2 separate regions of the Mus musculus genome follow, and region 1 is linked to region 2. A link is a contact called in public HiCAR-type data. All regions are on one chromosome and are shown on one strand. The core of a region is the stretch at or near the end of the contact, and the rest is flanking DNA. Distances in the headings are between cores, read along the strand shown. Region 1 holds the start of Csf1 (colony stimulating factor 1 (macrophage)). Region 2 holds the start of Rhoc (ras homolog family member C).

What was found. HiCAR-type assays count read pairs that join an accessible place to other places.
Region 1: a HiCAR-type map of astrocytes shows a contact between it and region 2, with 4 times the contacts expected there. The contact joins the promoter of Csf1 here to the promoter of Rhoc in region 2.

The regions. Positions count from the first base shown.
Region 1 is chr3:107,759,148-107,762,462 of GRCm38.p6, forward strand. It overlaps Csf1 (colony stimulating factor 1 (macrophage)), which reads right to left and starts at 1,322. Exons shown (of 9, transcript NM_007778.4): 1 at 878-1,322. The coding sequence starts at 916. All of the region lies in intron 1 of Gm40121 (a long non-coding RNA gene), which reads left to right.
Region 2 is chr3:104,787,059-104,790,801 of GRCm38.p6, forward strand. Rhoc (ras homolog family member C) reads left to right here and starts at 1,976. Exons shown (of 5, transcript NM_007484.2): 1 at 1,976-2,025.

The sequences.
Region 1 (3,315 bases), core at 72-2,571, 3.0 Mb after region 2:
TACCCTCCAGGTTTTCCCTCTCATTCTCTTCTGAAGCAAACCCACTTGCTGTGGATTGAAAGTACCATCCTTCACTCTGTAAGAGCCATGCTATCATCTGCTGCCATTACTGGAGACAGCTTCTGAGCAGCCCATTATCAGCTGCAGCTCTGAACTCTCCTTGCACTTTCTTTCCTCAGTCAGCCGCAGAGTCTAGAATAGCCCCATCTCATTTTCTTCAAGAAAAGATTCGGGTCCAGCTCCCCTCAAAGAGCCACCCAAGTCCCTAATAGTTCCTACACATCCATTGAACAAGTAGCAGCATGCCCATCTCTCTCTCTCTCTCTCTCTCTCTCTCTCTCTCTCTGCCAACAGGTTGCTCAGCACAGGTCCTGGTGTAAAGCTGAGTGAGCCTGAATTTTCCCTACCCTGAAGGCCCACTCCCAACTGGGGCCTAAAACATGTGCAACAACCAAAGAAAGATATCTACTGGGGATGATGCCACACTCGGATCTTGTGTCACTCGGAACCTGGAGACCTGGTTGACCATTCTGGCAGACATTGGGCCTGTGCCAATCCCTGCGATACCCCCCCCCCCCAGACCCCCATCTCTCTCTCCAGCCTGTGGGTAGCTCAGTGTTCTCCTCCGTGCAATGGGATGAGCAGCCTTCTCTTTACCTCGCAAAGCGCTGCAGCCCCAGGAGCAGCTATTGAAATACCGCGGGCCTCAGCCGTAGCTTAGAAGCAGTAAGGAAGCCAGAACCCAGGGCCGAGAAGCCTGGGCAGCTGGCGAGAAGGGGCTGTCCGCTCCAAGTGGCCCCGCAGAGCCGCCTGCTGCTTGCTGCAGAGCTCCTGCCCCAGCCCGGCCCGGGCCCCGCGCGCCACGGTTGCAGCTTACCGAAGAAGGGCAGCGCCCCGCGGCGCCCCGCGCGGTCATACGGGCAGCTGGGTCCCGGCACGGCGTGTTGGCCGCCCTGGTTCGCTCGCTCCCTTGCTCGCTAGTGGCTGAAGAGCCCGCGCCCCGGTCGAGGGCCACGCCGCTGTCCTGGGATGCAGAGAGCCGCAGCGACACCGAGAGCACCGAGGCAAACTTTCACTTTCCCCTGGCCGAGCTTCGCTGGCCAGCCCTCGGCACAGCCTTTTAAGCGGGCGGGCTGGCGGGGCATGTGGTTTATGGGAAATCACCCTGGCTCTCCGCCAGACACACACAGACATACACACACACAAACACACTCACAGGCACTGACACATACTACACCCCAGAGGCCCACTGAGCCGCCGACTCCCTTCCCCCAAGCGGGCCGCCTGGTCGTCCCCGCTAGCTCTCTTCCCCGTCGCTCTGTGGCTGTGCAGCCTCCTCAAAGTAACCCGGGCTCCACCGCCCTCCCCCGCCCTTCTCGAGCTCTGGACAAGACACTGCCTTTCCTTCTGTGCTCGCCACTCTTGTCAATCTCGTGTGATTGTTCTCGGTCTAATGCTGGCCCCTAGGGACTTTCCCTCAAGGCCCGAAAATCCTCAAATCTGAGCAGGAAACGGACAGAGTACATTGAACAGGACTTGAATGGGGATGGACCAACGCCTCTCTGCTGCAGCTCCATTCAAGTCCCTCATGGAACCCAGGGCAGCAGGTTTGCAGATTGGCTTGCTCCCTCCTATGCATTGTTCAAAGAATCTACTATACTACTATACTATCCTCTCCCCTGGCTGTAGGGAGAAGTGGGGAGCATCCAGCTACCTGGGTAGGAGAGGAAGGACTTGGTCCTGTGACAACTAGCTGGGTGTTTCTGCACTCTGCCAGGAGACACTTCAGGTGCTTAACCTGAAAGCACTGGCTGGCCCCCTGCTCCTGGGCTGCCAAACCCAGCTTATGTGGAAAGGTTGGTGTGCCTGGACTCTAGATTTCCCTCAACTCTGTTGGAAATGCATTTGTGCAATCACATTTTGTCTTTACATGAGAATGGATCTAGATTAACCTATCAAGAGGAGCCTATTAATTATATTGCCAACGTCAGGATCTTTTTCTTCCTTCCATTTATCCTGATTCAATGTGTTTCAATCCCGTCATGCCCAGATGAGTGGTCTGGTCTCAAAGGGGCACTTTTGTCACGTGTCCTCCATTTCCTTGCACTACCTAGCTCAGAGCAACAACGTCCCTCATAAACCTTTGCTCAGGCTGCTTCCTCGGACATGAAGTCTTCCTTTCCCCCATCCATCTTAAGGTGAATGTCTCACCTTTTAAGGTTATAATCACATCTTATCCTTGTCTTGCAAAGCCTTCTGGGATGCTTCAGGCTGATGGATAATTCCTTCTTTCTGTGTTCCCACTGGACGCAACCCATTCCTCCCAGTTAAGTTGGCATTCATTCATTCATTCATTCATTCTCTACATTATTTTAAACTGGTGGTTCTCAACTTGTGGGTGGCAACCTCTTTGGGGGGTCACAAGTCAGATATCCTGCATATCATATGCTTTACATTATGATTCATAACAGTAGCAAAATTACACTTGTGAAGTAGCAATGGAATAATTTTGTGGTTGGGGCGCCACCACAACATGAGGAACTGTATTGAAAGGTCTCAGCATTGAGAAGGTTTAGAACCACTGAATACTAGTGATAGTAGTGATTACGTTTAGAATCACTGAATACTAGTGATAGTAGTGATTACGTTTAGAACCACTGAATACTAGTGATAGTAGTTATTACGTTTAGAATCACTGAATACTAGTGATAGTAGTGATTACGTTTAGAATCACTGAATACTAGTGATAGTAGTGATTACGTTTAGAACCACTGAATACTAGTGATAGTAGTGATTACGTTTAGAACCACTGAATACTAGTGAGAGTAGTGATTACGTTTAGAACCACTGAATACTAGTGATAGTAGTGATTACGTTTAGAATCACTGAATACTAGTGATAGTAGTAATTACGTTTAGAACCACTGAATACTAGTGAGAGTAGTGATTACGTTTGACCTGCACCCTGAGCTGGGAGGCTTCCTCTGGGTAGCACCCCATTTCACTTCACTCCGAACTGATAGACATAGCACATAATAGGAATTAAATTAACTGGGCAGTTGGAATGGATGAGTCACTTGACAGACATTCACTGCTAACTACAGGCCAGTGTAACAGTGACCGTGATAATATGGCCCCCTACTCAGATGTGAGCCACTGGAAGCTGAGGGCTTGGGACTCAGGGCTTCTCGGAGGAATGCAGAGATAGCACTTGGCCAGAGACATGATCAAGGCTTATTTCCTTCTTTGGTGGAATAGTCTTTATTCTGGTCTGGAACAATAAAGATTTAACCACAGCTCTTAAGACAAAAAGCAA
Region 2 (3,743 bases), core at 726-3,225:
TTTGGCCTGCGCATGTGTCTGTATGAGGGTGTTGGAACTGAAACTCCCTGGAACTGGAGTTATAGACAGTTGTGTGCTGCCATGTGGGTGCTGGGAATTGAACCAAGGTCCTCTAGAAGAGCAGCCAGTGCTTTTAACCATGAGCAATCTCTCCAGCCCCAAGAGCAGGGACTTGTAAGTCTGAGTGTTTTGACCCCCAAACACTAACTTCTTTGAGCCTCCACGCCTCATTAAACTGTAGATAACAATAATGCCTCGTAAGAACTAAACATGGTATGGGTGGGGAAGGACAAGGTTCACATAATAAAGCTTCAAGAACTGTTAGCTATGTTCGACTGTCTGTTCTTCATTTAGACTGTAAGTTTGTTTGCTTATTTTTATCTATGTTTTGTTCAAGATAGGGTTTCTTTGTGTAGCCTTGGCTGTCCTAGAATTAGCTAAGTAGTTTTGGGACACTAGGGTGGCCTCAAACTCATAGAGATCCTCCTGCTTTGGTCTCTCAAGAGCTGGGATTAAAGGCATGCACCACCACTGCTGGGCTAGACTATACGTTATCTGAAGGCAGAGTTTCATGGTTAGTACATAGTTTTCAGTTCACATTCAACCAATGTTTACTGAATGAATTCAGAGGCCTGGTGGACAAAACACCCTTCACCTCAGTTATATGATTTATCAAATGTATGGTCCATGCTTCCAATCCTGAGTGAGTGTCTACGTATGTTGTCTGCCTGGATTTGAGACAGCTTCACTCCACAGCCTATGTTGGCCTGGAATTTGTGGTAACTCTGCCCCCTCGGGAGTGCTGAGATGACAGGCATGAACCACCCGGCCAGCTGCACCTGCAGTAGACTCCATATGACATACATTTATTCTGGGAAATACTTGTTGAAACCTATGACGAGCAGAGTTTGGTTGAATGGTACAGAGGGCAGGTAGGAGGGGGAGCATGGCAGGCAGCAGGCAGCCAGCACCTGCCTGGGTGCCTCACAGGCCTGCTTGTAAATTTGACTGATTTAGTTTTTGTAGCCCAGGATGGCCTGGAATTAACTCATAGAGATCCATCTGCCTTTGCTTCTTGTGTGTCATCGTGGCTCACCTCACTGGAAATTCCTGCTGTCACAAATAGTGAGAAACCACTTCTCTGGGCTTCATTTTCTTTACAGGCAAAAGGGAACGGGTATGGGTGAACTTATTCCAGAGTTAGAGACCTGTGTGTTTAAAGTATCCAGCACTAGTAAATAAAGCATTGGTAGATTTCCTTATACACCCATTTCTTTGGCTCTTTATAAGGAAGGAGATACAGGATCAGGTAAGTAACACCTCAGATTGGGATCAACAGCACAACAATACAATAGGAGTGTGAGGTCAGTTTCCAGCTGAGGACACGGCAGCACTTCCAGGAGTGTGCTCTTAACAGGACGTCGGGAAATTCCCAGCGAAGGAAGGAAGGGACTTTTAAGGCGATGGTGGCTGGGGACTGCAGATCACAAAAGGTCTCCAGGGCTCTGGATAGCGTCACGTTGCACTTACTGCAGTGATTCCTGGATAAGAGAGTGGGCAGCTTCTGTATAACCCATCCCCTCGGTCACGGGTAGGGTGTAGGAAATACTGGAGCTTCGAGGTCTGGATGGCCACGCGAGGGCAGCAGTGGCCCTCGCTGACCCCACCCTGGAAGCCGCTCAACTTTCCCGAAGCTGGTCCGCCCCCCACGGGTTGGAAGTGGGGCAGAGGCCGAGTTATCCGGGGTCCCACCCGCCCGCTCACCACCCAGCAATCCAGACATCTCCGGGCACAGTTCCTCCAGCTCCAGCCAGCCCTACGCCCCTTGCCGGGTCCTCAGCCGGGGTGACCTGCGGCCGCCCGGGGCCGGGAGCGGAGGCGGGCCAAGCTAAGGGCCGCCCCCGTCGACCCCCCCCCCCTTCCCTTGATGGACCCGCCCCAGAGCGGTGCTGGAGAGTGGGGCGGGGCCCGGGTCAGTCTCAGCCTCCGGCACTGGCCGCGCAGCTGGAGGCGGTGGAGCCCAAGGTACCGGGGCCCCAGCTGGTGGGTGGCGAGGCGTCGTGGGAACTGACCTCGGAGGAGAGCACTTTCCCGATTCCCGGATCGCTCCGGGAGCGGCTTGGGGGGCGGGGGGTGTTCCGGGCCAGGCAAGAGAGAGCGCCCCAAGCTGTGGGCCAGGCGCTCTAGCCTTCCAAGCTCTCGAACCAGAGCCCAGAGTCCTTCCCTTTCTGAGTCTTTCCTTTCTGGACCTCCCTAGCTGGGCCAGGGACACACTTAGATCTCCGTGAGCGACTCAACCCAGACGCTCCAGTTCCGGGCAGGGAGTAAGAAACAGGGCCTCAGGCTGGCTAGGGGTGGGAGTTCTGGCCTGGGATGGGGAATGGCGGGAATAGGGATGGGATGTGACCACTGGAGGCTGCTACTGCTTGGCGGGTCTGGACGCCGCCCTAGACGGGTTTTGGAGCTGATCTGAGCTGAGAGGTTGAGAAGACTAGGAAAGATCCCGCTCCTGTGTTGTGTATATGTGTCTGAGAGTGAAGGGGGGTGGGGAAGAACAAAACACCCCAATCCCCAACTCTTCCTCGTACCCTCTTGGGAAGTTAGGGAGTGTTAGGGAATTGGGCTGAAAGCTGGAGTCCAGCTCTTCCTTGACTTCTGGCTTTAAAGTTAAGGAAAAGGTGTTGCCCGAAGAGTGATTCCTCGCCTAGATCTCGGGGGGAGCAGAGTACAAAGGCCTGTTGGATCACCTGGGAAATCAAGAGAATAAGGAAGGCTAGTGGCTTGTCCTAGGGAAGGTCCCAGAAGTTCCAGACCCCTCTCCCGGCCCTGGGTGAAGTTTTCGTTGTCTCTCTTAGGGTTAGTGGGGCAGTTCCGCTGGAGCCGCCTTTCACAGGGAGTGTTAGCCAGGCCATCCATGCCATGTTGGCCTTCGGCCTAATGTCCCGGCTTGGCCTGAGTCCCCAATTATTCTGGCCTAAGCAGAGCCTAGATGCAAAGTCTTCGGAGCTGGAGGCTCTAACACAGCCACGAAGTTCCGGCCTCTGCCTCCCACCATCAGATGCTCAGCCGCCTTGCTGCTGTGGGACAGCCGGGGCTCACGCATGGGGATGTGACTAGTGTTTAAGTGTCCTAGGGATCACGCTCCATCCACACTGCCCACCCTGGCTTGGGGCTGTCCCCGCCAGCCTGTGTACAGCTAGACTGGTTGAATTAATGGGAGTAGGTGGGGAAGTTGGAGGAAATCCTGTGGGTTACCTGGATATACCTCTCAGACCTCATTTTTGAAGGAGATATGCAGCATAGCGAATGCCTTCTTCCCAGTCTTTCGGGGGTACCAGGGAAAGCCCCTTGAGATGGGGGGTGGTAAGTGTGGCTGTGCATACGCAACTCCTATAAATTCTCTGTGACTCATGTCCTCTTTCCTCACATCCCAGTTTTGTGTGTGTGTGTGTGTGTGTGTGTGTGTGTAGGTGTAGGGGAGGGAGGAACCACCCAGGCGCCTGATGCTGAAAAGAATCAGCCTGGGGCTGGAGTACTCTGCTTCCTAAAAGGCAGGCACAGGCCAGGGTTTGAGGTGGTTTGTAGGGAGCTAAGAGTTGAGCAGAGCCAGACAGGATGTGGGACTGAAAGGCAAAGCCAAGTTTGGGGCTGAGCTCAGGTTACTGTGCCCTTCTTAACTGCTCCCTGCCTGGTCAAAAGCTTAGACTGATCCTCACTAGTCCTTTCTTTGGAGGCTCCTCCCA